Linked DNA regions of Sus scrofa: region 2 is linked to region 1. Evidence: chromatin contacts called from public Hi-C data. All regions are on one chromosome and are shown on one strand. The core of a region is the stretch at or near the end of the contact, and the rest is flanking DNA. Distances in the headings are between cores, read along the strand shown.

Region 1 (3,996 bases), core at 144-2,643:
TTGTAAGGTTTCCTTTTGGGGTATACACACTGAAGAGCACAGTACGGGAAGGATGCAAGCTGGCCAGAACGGTGACCTTTAAATTAAGAACAGCAACTATTTGAGCCAAGCTTTACATACAGTATCATATCTAATCCCCACAGGATCTCGATCTCCATTTTAAGGACGAGAGGACAGGTCTGACGGTATAAAGAGAATTTGTGCCTTTCAATCAAGATAACCCGGTTGGTGGCAGAATTGGGATTCAAACCCACCTACTTCTAAGGCTGCCTCTAGTAAATAACTACAAATACCAGTATCCCTTGCAGCGCCCCAATGCGCAAACGCACTCCCCCCCAAGACCTCCATGGCTCCACGCCCCCGCCTCCCAGTCCTAAAAGGTTGGATCGAACATCCAATCAGATGTCGCCGCTCCCTGTTTCCGACCAATGGGAAGGCTGTTGCTAACATACTGGTTATATTTTTAGCGCTTCAGCACCAGGGAGCGGCGAGCCAGATCTCGCTGGGTTGCGACTCGCGAGGAGAGGAGAGGGGAAGGGAGGAGAGGGAGGTGGGGGAGGAGGAAAAAAAGGGGAGGGATGGAGTCGGGCAAGGCGGTGGGGGCGTGTAAGTGACGCTCTGCCACTTGCTGACGCACAAGCAAGTAGTCCCTGGAGGTGCCCCAGGGGATAAAGCGCTCGGGGTGTGGGGGATGGGGACGCTCCGGCCCAGGCTCCCTCCCCCTTCTTGTCCCCTTGGAGTTTGCCCTCCAGTCCAGCGTTTCTCCGCTGCAGTCAGGAGAAGCGCATTAAACCCCTACGCTACCATTGCCGCCTGTCCTTGCCAAAAAAAGTGATCAAGGAAAAAAAAACTGCAAACCGTGTCTGGAAACTTTTGGATCTCGCCACCCCACGTGGGTTCGGCGACTGCCGTTGGGCCGGAACCATCTAGAATGAGAATAAAGTGTGAGAGAGAGTTAGGGAATGGGCGATTAAAGAAGGGATGGGAATAAGACTTAAGGCGAAAGCTCCCAGTGGCCCTGGGCTTCACCTGGCAGTCTACCGTGCCTGTGACCTCACTCGGCACAGGCCTCCCCACCCCCAACTCCGCGCCCCTCACAGTGACAAAGTAGCCGAGTGACCCCCTTGGCCATAGCAGGGGCAAGGGATGTAAGTGCGAGTCTGAATCAAGGGACCGTCTGGTGCGCAAGCCTGGGGCATCTGGCATAAACAGGCGCCCTAGGATGCCGGCGAAGGCTGTTGCTGAAGGATGAGGCTCCAGTAACCCCTTTTTTGGGGGGGGTTCGACGACTGGGAAGAACCAAAAGGGGCGTCCTCTGACGCCGGAGCTCCGCCTGCAGCAGGCGGAGGACGCGCTCGCGCGTCTGCGCAGAGAGCGCTGGCCGGGTCCCTGCGGTGAGGTTAACCCGCGCCAGAGGCCGCGAGTGGAAGGTTAATGTATCGCTTGGCTCTTTTTCCTGCGCCCCCATCCTCCTCGCCCCTTCTTACTCCCGTTTTGCGTGCCCAAGCCCCGGTTTCTCCCTCGCACTCCCCTCGACGTTAGGCGTCGTCCCCAAATGAGGCACGAGGCTCTTGGAAGATTCGGGACAACTGGAGTTGATAAAGGTCCAAAATCTGTCCAGAACTCCAGTAGTCCCCTGAGCTCCCCACCCGCGAAGAGATTTTACTGGTGTGGTGCGAGTGCTGCGGGAAAAGTCGGACTGTCAGATGCGCCGAGCTGAAGGGATTCGCCGAGGTGGCCTGCGCGATGGTTCGGGAAAGCATACGAACCCTCGGCGCCAGGGCAGGTGCAGGGCTGAAGACACAGCGGGGACGTCCCCTTCTTTTGGACACCCATTCATCCAGCACACCTAAAGTGAGCAGCTGGGTCCCAAACCGGGACCCTACCCTCGCAAGCTTGCTGTCTGCATAGGGAAACACTTTACACGATGAGGACAATTTGAGCAGTTTGGGCATGAAGAAAATAACTACGATGCCGGCGTCGTGATGGGAAGGGGAGGCGGCCCGCGTTACACAGGGCGGTCAGAGGCAGCCTTGCTGATATTTGAGCCAGGATCTGAGTGAGGAGGGTGACCGGCCACCCACGCGTAGGACTAGGGCGGTGGCCAAGGGCCCCCGGGTTCCACGCGGAGCAGGGAGCCGCGCGCCTCCAGGGGTTAAGCTGCCTGCTGGCTGGGAAGTAGTCCCGGCCCAGCGCCCGGCCCCGCCCCTGCAGGGCGGAGGGACGCATCACGCAGGGGTGGGGAAGGCGGATCCGTGCGCAGGGTTGCTAAGGGTGAAACTTTTCATTGACTTTGCTCACTTCGGGCCGGGGCGCGGGAAGGAGCGGGTTCTTGGTGGGGGGGAGCGAGTGGCTTGGGAAACGCGAGGCCAGAAGGGCAAGACCAATTCGCCGGCCACAGCCCAGACCGTACTCCGCCCCGCGACACGAACCACCCTCGAGTCCGCCATCCGCGGTTCGTCGCCGCCGGCCGGCCCGCCCGCCCTCCGTCCCTAGCCGCCGAGCCCGACCTCCAAAAAGCAGAAAGAATTATTGAGAATCATAACCCATAAGCCCCCTCAATCGTCCCCCAACCCTCAACGAAGAAAAAGACACCTTGGCCCCCGGCCGGGCGGCGCCCGGGAGAGAAGGGAGAGTGACCTCCGCCCCGCGCTCAGGACCACCCTGGAGGGAGAAGCCGCCCCGCGGCCGGCACACCGCCCCGCCACCGCGGAGACCCGAGTGAGTGAGTAGGAACCTTGCGGGCGGGGGGGGCCCCAGACCCAATAGGCCGGATGCCTTTCCCCACCCTCGCCCCACTCCAGCTCTTTTTGCTGGACACTCCACGTTGCGGTCGCACCCCCCCTTACACCTGATCAACATTTTCCTTTCTCTTCCCACCTCCCTCTGGAACCCCCCCTTGCCCTGTGCTACTCTTTCCTTTCACGTCGCTCTCATCCTGGGGTATCCCAGAGTCCCTGTCTCCCCCTGTTCCAAGTGCGGCCACCTCCTGGGTGGGGTGCATTCCCTCCCTCCTCCGCCTCCCTCCGTTCTTCATAGCCTAGGGAGTCGCTAGATTTTCCTTGTTCCCCCTGAAAAATAACTCCCACCACTATTAAATAAATCAGAGGAAGGAAGAGGATCCAGGCCTTGTTTTTCTCCTTCTTTTCTCCGGTGCGAGGAATGGGGTGGTAATAATTAATAGGGTTTATTTTTGGCCCTGTGGAGCCTGAGGAATGGAGGGTGAACACCCCCCTTTTGAACCGGTCAGGACTGTCCTCTGGCTGCCCAGCCTGAATTGACCATTTCGTCTTGAGCTTTTTATCCTCGTTAATGTTTTCAAGGAAAACTGGGCAGAAAAAAAAGTACCCTTAAGCAGTATCAACGAGTGGATTCTGGTTGATCCTGGTGAGGTGCCTAGGAGAAAGCTCCCTATTCCTACGCTCCTTCCCCTCTTGTCCAGAAGATGGACTGTGCCCTTGACCAGAAAGGGAGAGGAAGGAGGGAGCACAGAGAGGAGGGGCAGCTGGCAGACCTTTCCCACCCCCTAGAGGAACCAGAACCCCACACAGCGGGCGTCAACTCAGGGGCTAGCCCAACGGGGTTCCAGGCGGCGTCTGCTCAGTATCTTAACCATTTTTTATCTTTCCTACCCACACTACGCTGGGAGTGGGTCCCTCATCTTTGATTTAACAGCAGGAAAACACCCCTATTGCTTTCTTGGGTGCCTGCCCCCATCCCCCTCTTGAGCAGAGGTGGAAAGAAGCTAGTGTGGGAGGAAGGATTAGGGAGGTTTAACACCCAGCAGGGGAGCTTTGCGAGGATCTGGTAAGTCTGGTCATAGAGAAGGCCTTGCAATAGGAGTCTGACAAACAATTTTAAGTATTAGAAGATGTAGTTCAGGTATCAGATGTACAATTTTTCCTTCCCTGCCCGGGAACCTTTTCCCATTACCTTGCCAGGTCTGGTTACTCGGACTTGGATTAGAAGGGGGGTAAGACTTCGGCCCTGCTGGCA
Region 2 (4,213 bases), core at 586-3,085, 49 kb after region 1:
ATTCCCCAAGGCTGGTATTCACAGAAGGCCCATTCCTTCCCACATCCATGAACTACACCAATGGTTCTCGGAAATTCAAATCTTTGAGACTGAAAGCATCCCTCAGTGCATCTAAAACTCCACTATAGGTGGCACTCCTGCCACTCCCTGAACCTCATGTTCCCAGGCCAAAAAACAAGGCCAAACCTGCTTTCCAGGTAGGCCCCAGGGACCTCTGTGGCCTAGGAACCAAGACAAAGCCCAGCCCTGCCACTGTGGCCCCAAAGGCTAGGGTCAGCCCCAAACAACCAGGTGAAGGGCCTCAGTAGCTTCAGTCTGACCCTCATCCCTCTACCTGACTCATGTCAATCCCCCCTCAGAAGGCCCTCCCATCCCTTCTCCTGACACTCCTCCCCCACCTCAGCAGCAGCCCTGAAATTCATTTCCAGAAAACCTCCAGCGAGTACCTACCTAGTAACTGGGAATACTCACTGGAGGGGAAGAAGACAGGTCCTCATCCCCAGAGAGAAAGCCCATATATAAAGACAATTCGCTACTGTCTATCAGGGTATCTCAAACTTCAGTGGACTTTGGAATCACAGAGGTGGGGTGGGGTGTTCCTAAAAATGCAGATTCCTGTCCCAGGAGCCGCAGATTCAGTGGGTGAAAGGTGAGGCCCAGGAATCGGCATTCTAAACAAGCATCCCAAGTGATCCTGATTCAGGCGTTCCAGAGAAGGCGCCCTCGAGCGTCATTTAAGTGGCTGCTGCGACCCCCATCAGCCTCCTCAGTAACCCCTACGCGTTGCATACACTCGAGGCCGCCCAAAGGAACCTCCTCACCCCGACTCCCACCCTACCCTCTCCCTCCTGACCCCTCCCCGCCAACCCCTATCTGACCCAGCCTCGCTCAACTCGCCCCTGACCTTCTCTTCCCAATCCCTCTGTCTCGCCCTCCAGGGCCCTTGTCATCCCTGGTCCCATCCCCCTCTGCTGGACCACTTCACCCTGACCTCCGACCTCCCCGGCCCCGCCCTCACATAGCCCCGCCCTTGCAGAAACCCCGCCCCCAGGCGCGCGCGGACCCTCCCCCCCCTCACCGAGGCGCGCCCCGCGCGGGGGGTTCTCCATCAGCTTCTTCAGGACCAGCGGGAAGGAGCCTGGCAGGCCCCTTTCCCCAGCTGCGCGCCCCGGCCCCGGGCCCGGCCCCGCCTGCGGCTCTACAGGCGGCTTCTTTCCGCCGCCCGCGTCGGACATCGTGCCCCGCGCTCTGCTCGCGCGCCTCGCCTCCCCCGCCCGCCCCCCGAGATGGGACGGAGCCGTGCGACCCGCCGCAGCTGCCGACACGGGCGGCTACTGCGCAGGCTCCCGGGGGCACCCCCGCCTCCCTCCATCCCTACCCCGCCTGCGGACTGGCTCTGGCATATTAATTATTTATGAGTCCAGGCCAGCTTCCCCGGATGGCGGCCTTGGATTGGTCCGCCTTGAGAGGGGGGCAGGCACAGCCGTCCCGGCCGTGATTGGTTAGGCCGCCCGGATAAACGAGACACGTGCGGGGCCAGGTGAGGAGAAGGGCCGAAGGCCCCGCCCCATCTGCCTCTGTGTCACCTGATTGGCGCCTGGTAGAGTCAGGGTCTTAGGCCCTTTTCGGCTACAGCCCCTTCCCCTCTACCCAAGGTTTCACCTTCGCCTCCCTGCTCATAATACCCCTCCTCCTCTCGGACCACCGTTACCGCTCTCCCCTCGCACCCCAACCTCTCCACTTTCCGGACGCGCCACTGAAGGGAGGCGGAGCTGGGAGCGGCCATGCCGGCGGGGGGAGCCTATCAGAGAGCCCCCCGGGGCCACGCGGCCGTCCCCAACTCCGCGGGTCACGTGGAGCCACAGCCGAGTCCAGTTGCAGGGGGAGGGGAAAGAGGTGGAGGGCGCGAAACAGCCAATGGAGGGCGGGGGCGGGACCCGGGGCGGTGCACGAGGCACAGCACGTGCGGGGTTGCGGCGGGGAGGGGAGGGCCGGTTCTTTTGGTTGCGGGGACTCTGTCCAGGGTCGTGGGACCTGGACGCAGAGCCCAGCCCTTACCCCGCCGACCCGGAGGTTGGCTGAGGGCAGGGCCGGGGACGGCGGCCTGCCCATCGTAGGGACAGCCGGAACAGGCTTGGCTGCCGCTGAAGCGGGTGTCAGGTTCCCCGCGGATCCCGGGTTTCTGGCGCGGGCGTGGCGGCCAAATAAACACGAGCGTGGAGGAGCATTCTTGAGGTCGGGGCGGGGTGGTGGAGAGGAAGGGCGCGGCCCTGAGCCGGAGCCGGAGTGCACGCTTCTGTCCTCCCAACTTACTAGCTTGTGACCTTGGGAAAGTCCAGTTGCTTCCCGGAGCCTCTTTTCTCGCCCATAAAATTTCGGGGTTGGGCTAGATAATCTCTAAAGTCCTAAACGGCTCTGAAAGCCTGTTTCTCTTGAGGACCTTGGCTTTTTCTACAGGGAAAAAAATAAAACTCCTTCACTCAATCTACAGAGTACACACCTCGTGGGAGAACCACCGCCTCTCAAAATATAAATACTTCCTGGGAGTTCCTCAGGAAACCGGGAAAATGGAGAACGTGAGCGGGGTCCACAGATGTGGGGACCTTTCAGGAAGCTGCTCCTAGCGGCACCAGGACTTTGTACCTCTTGATAGCACAATTCATACTCTGCCTTGAACTCAGTGTAGACTCTCCGTGCCTGACAGGGCAGGGACTTTGGCTTGTTTATCCTGTATCCTGCCTGTGACTCGCGCCTTCCAGTAGCCGGGCTGGGGAATGGCAGAGCCCAGTCCTTGGTTCACGGGGTAGGTGCTGACAGCAACACCCAGCTAGCTGAAAGTGGTCAGGCTGGTATAATGAGAACTTTGCTGGGCACTGAGGAGGAAAAAAGCGCTTGGGCCCCTGAGCAGGCCTGGAAAGCAAGAGGTTTGAAGAAACTCTGGGTGATGGTCAAGCCAGGGTGGTGGCATCTGACTCCAGAAATCAAGGTCTCCCGGCCATGCTCATTAGATGTCAGTTATTTTCTGAATCTGATACCTCCCACCAATTGCTTCATCTCTCCAGGCCTCCTTGGTTTATGTCAGATGGAGATAGGGCAGGATTTACCTTCCCAGGCTTCCGTTAGCCAGTTAGTGTAAATGCAACAAATGGTAATGACCATAGCTTTACTAACACCCATGGGTACAAGTTCATGGCTTGGTGTATCCGTTATCCTACAGGCAGGTTGGTGCCCATGTCACTCCCTGTTGAGCGAAAGTACTAAATTGTGCACAGAACTCAGTTGTTGTTAGCGGGAATTCTGTATGTGGCTAAACTAAGACATCTCTAGAATAAACTGACCTAGAGGTTTTTAGAAATAAATTTCAGAGGGCAGTCCAAGGAAACTGATTAAAACAATGTTGGAAGCTTTAAAAATAACTAGTTTGGTTGTGGAGAGACTTGCTGGATTAGGGCTAAACGTACATTTTCATGGCTAATGTGACATTATTTTATTATTTTTTGCCTTTTAGGGCCGCACCCGTGGCTTATGGAGGTTCCCAAGCTAGGGTCGAATCAGAGCTACAGCAGCAACATCAGATTCGAACCGCAGCTGCGACCTACACCACAGCTCACGGCAACACTGGATCCTTAACACACTGAGCGAGGCCAAGGATTGAACAGGCAACCTTATGGTTCCTAGTTGGATTCTTTCCCCTGAGCCACCATGGGAATTCCCAATGTGACATTGAAGGGAAAAAATTTCTCAAGGTATGAGAAGAGGATTTATAGCAACATAACAGTGGAAAGTTACATTTGTTTGTGACAGGTGGTATGTAATGAGATGTAGTAAAAGTTTAGATTTTTTTTTTTTTTTTTTAAGCTGCAGTTATCCAGTGCTACCCGACTTAAAACCTAGCCTGGAGCAACTAATCTAAGAGGCAAGTAGCACAGGGGAGGAGCTCGGTGAGCTGGTTAGGGCTTTAAAAATTAGTTTCGATTCGGTTCTCTGTTCATGTACTACATTCCCGAAAGAGGTTTTTTTTTTTTTTCCCCTTGGATAACCACGGTAAAAGGCGTGTCACAAACACCGCGGGAACTTTATAAACATGTTCTCTCTCGTGCTTACTTGCAAGCTGGGAGGCGCGCTACCCTGCCGCCTGGCAGCTTTCAACAGCACCATCCTGGGGGCGGGAGCCATTATGTTTTTTTCTCATTCTCCAGCCGCAGCATCCTCT

Evidence for each region. Hi-C and Micro-C count contacts between places; a contact is called where the count stands out from the background.
Region 2: a Hi-C map of skeletal muscle shows a contact between it and region 1, with 2.9 times the contacts expected there. The contact joins the promoter of TEF here to the promoter of TOB2 in region 1. A contact is called at or near these places in 9 of 47 Hi-C or Micro-C datasets (embryonic fibroblasts, epiblast stem cells, heart right ventricle and 2 more) and 2 of 2 datasets of contacts at active chromatin or transcription factors (alveolar macrophages and skeletal muscle).

Annotation. Positions count from the first base shown.
Region 1 is chr5:7,085,004-7,088,999 of Sscrofa11.1, forward strand. TOB2 (protein Tob2) reads left to right here and starts at 1,394. Exons shown (of 2, transcript XM_021091455.1): 1 at 1,394-2,725. LOC110260629 (a long non-coding RNA gene) reads right to left here. Exons shown (of 7, transcript XR_002343880.1): 7 at 1-926.
Region 2 is chr5:7,133,336-7,137,548 of Sscrofa11.1, forward strand. It overlaps TEF (thyrotroph embryonic factor), which reads right to left and starts at 1,836. Exons shown (of 5, transcript XM_021091460.1): 1 at 1,079-1,836. The coding sequence starts at 1,235. LOC110260634 (a long non-coding RNA gene) reads left to right here and starts at 3,844. Exons shown (of 2, transcript XR_002343884.1): 1 at 3,844-4,213.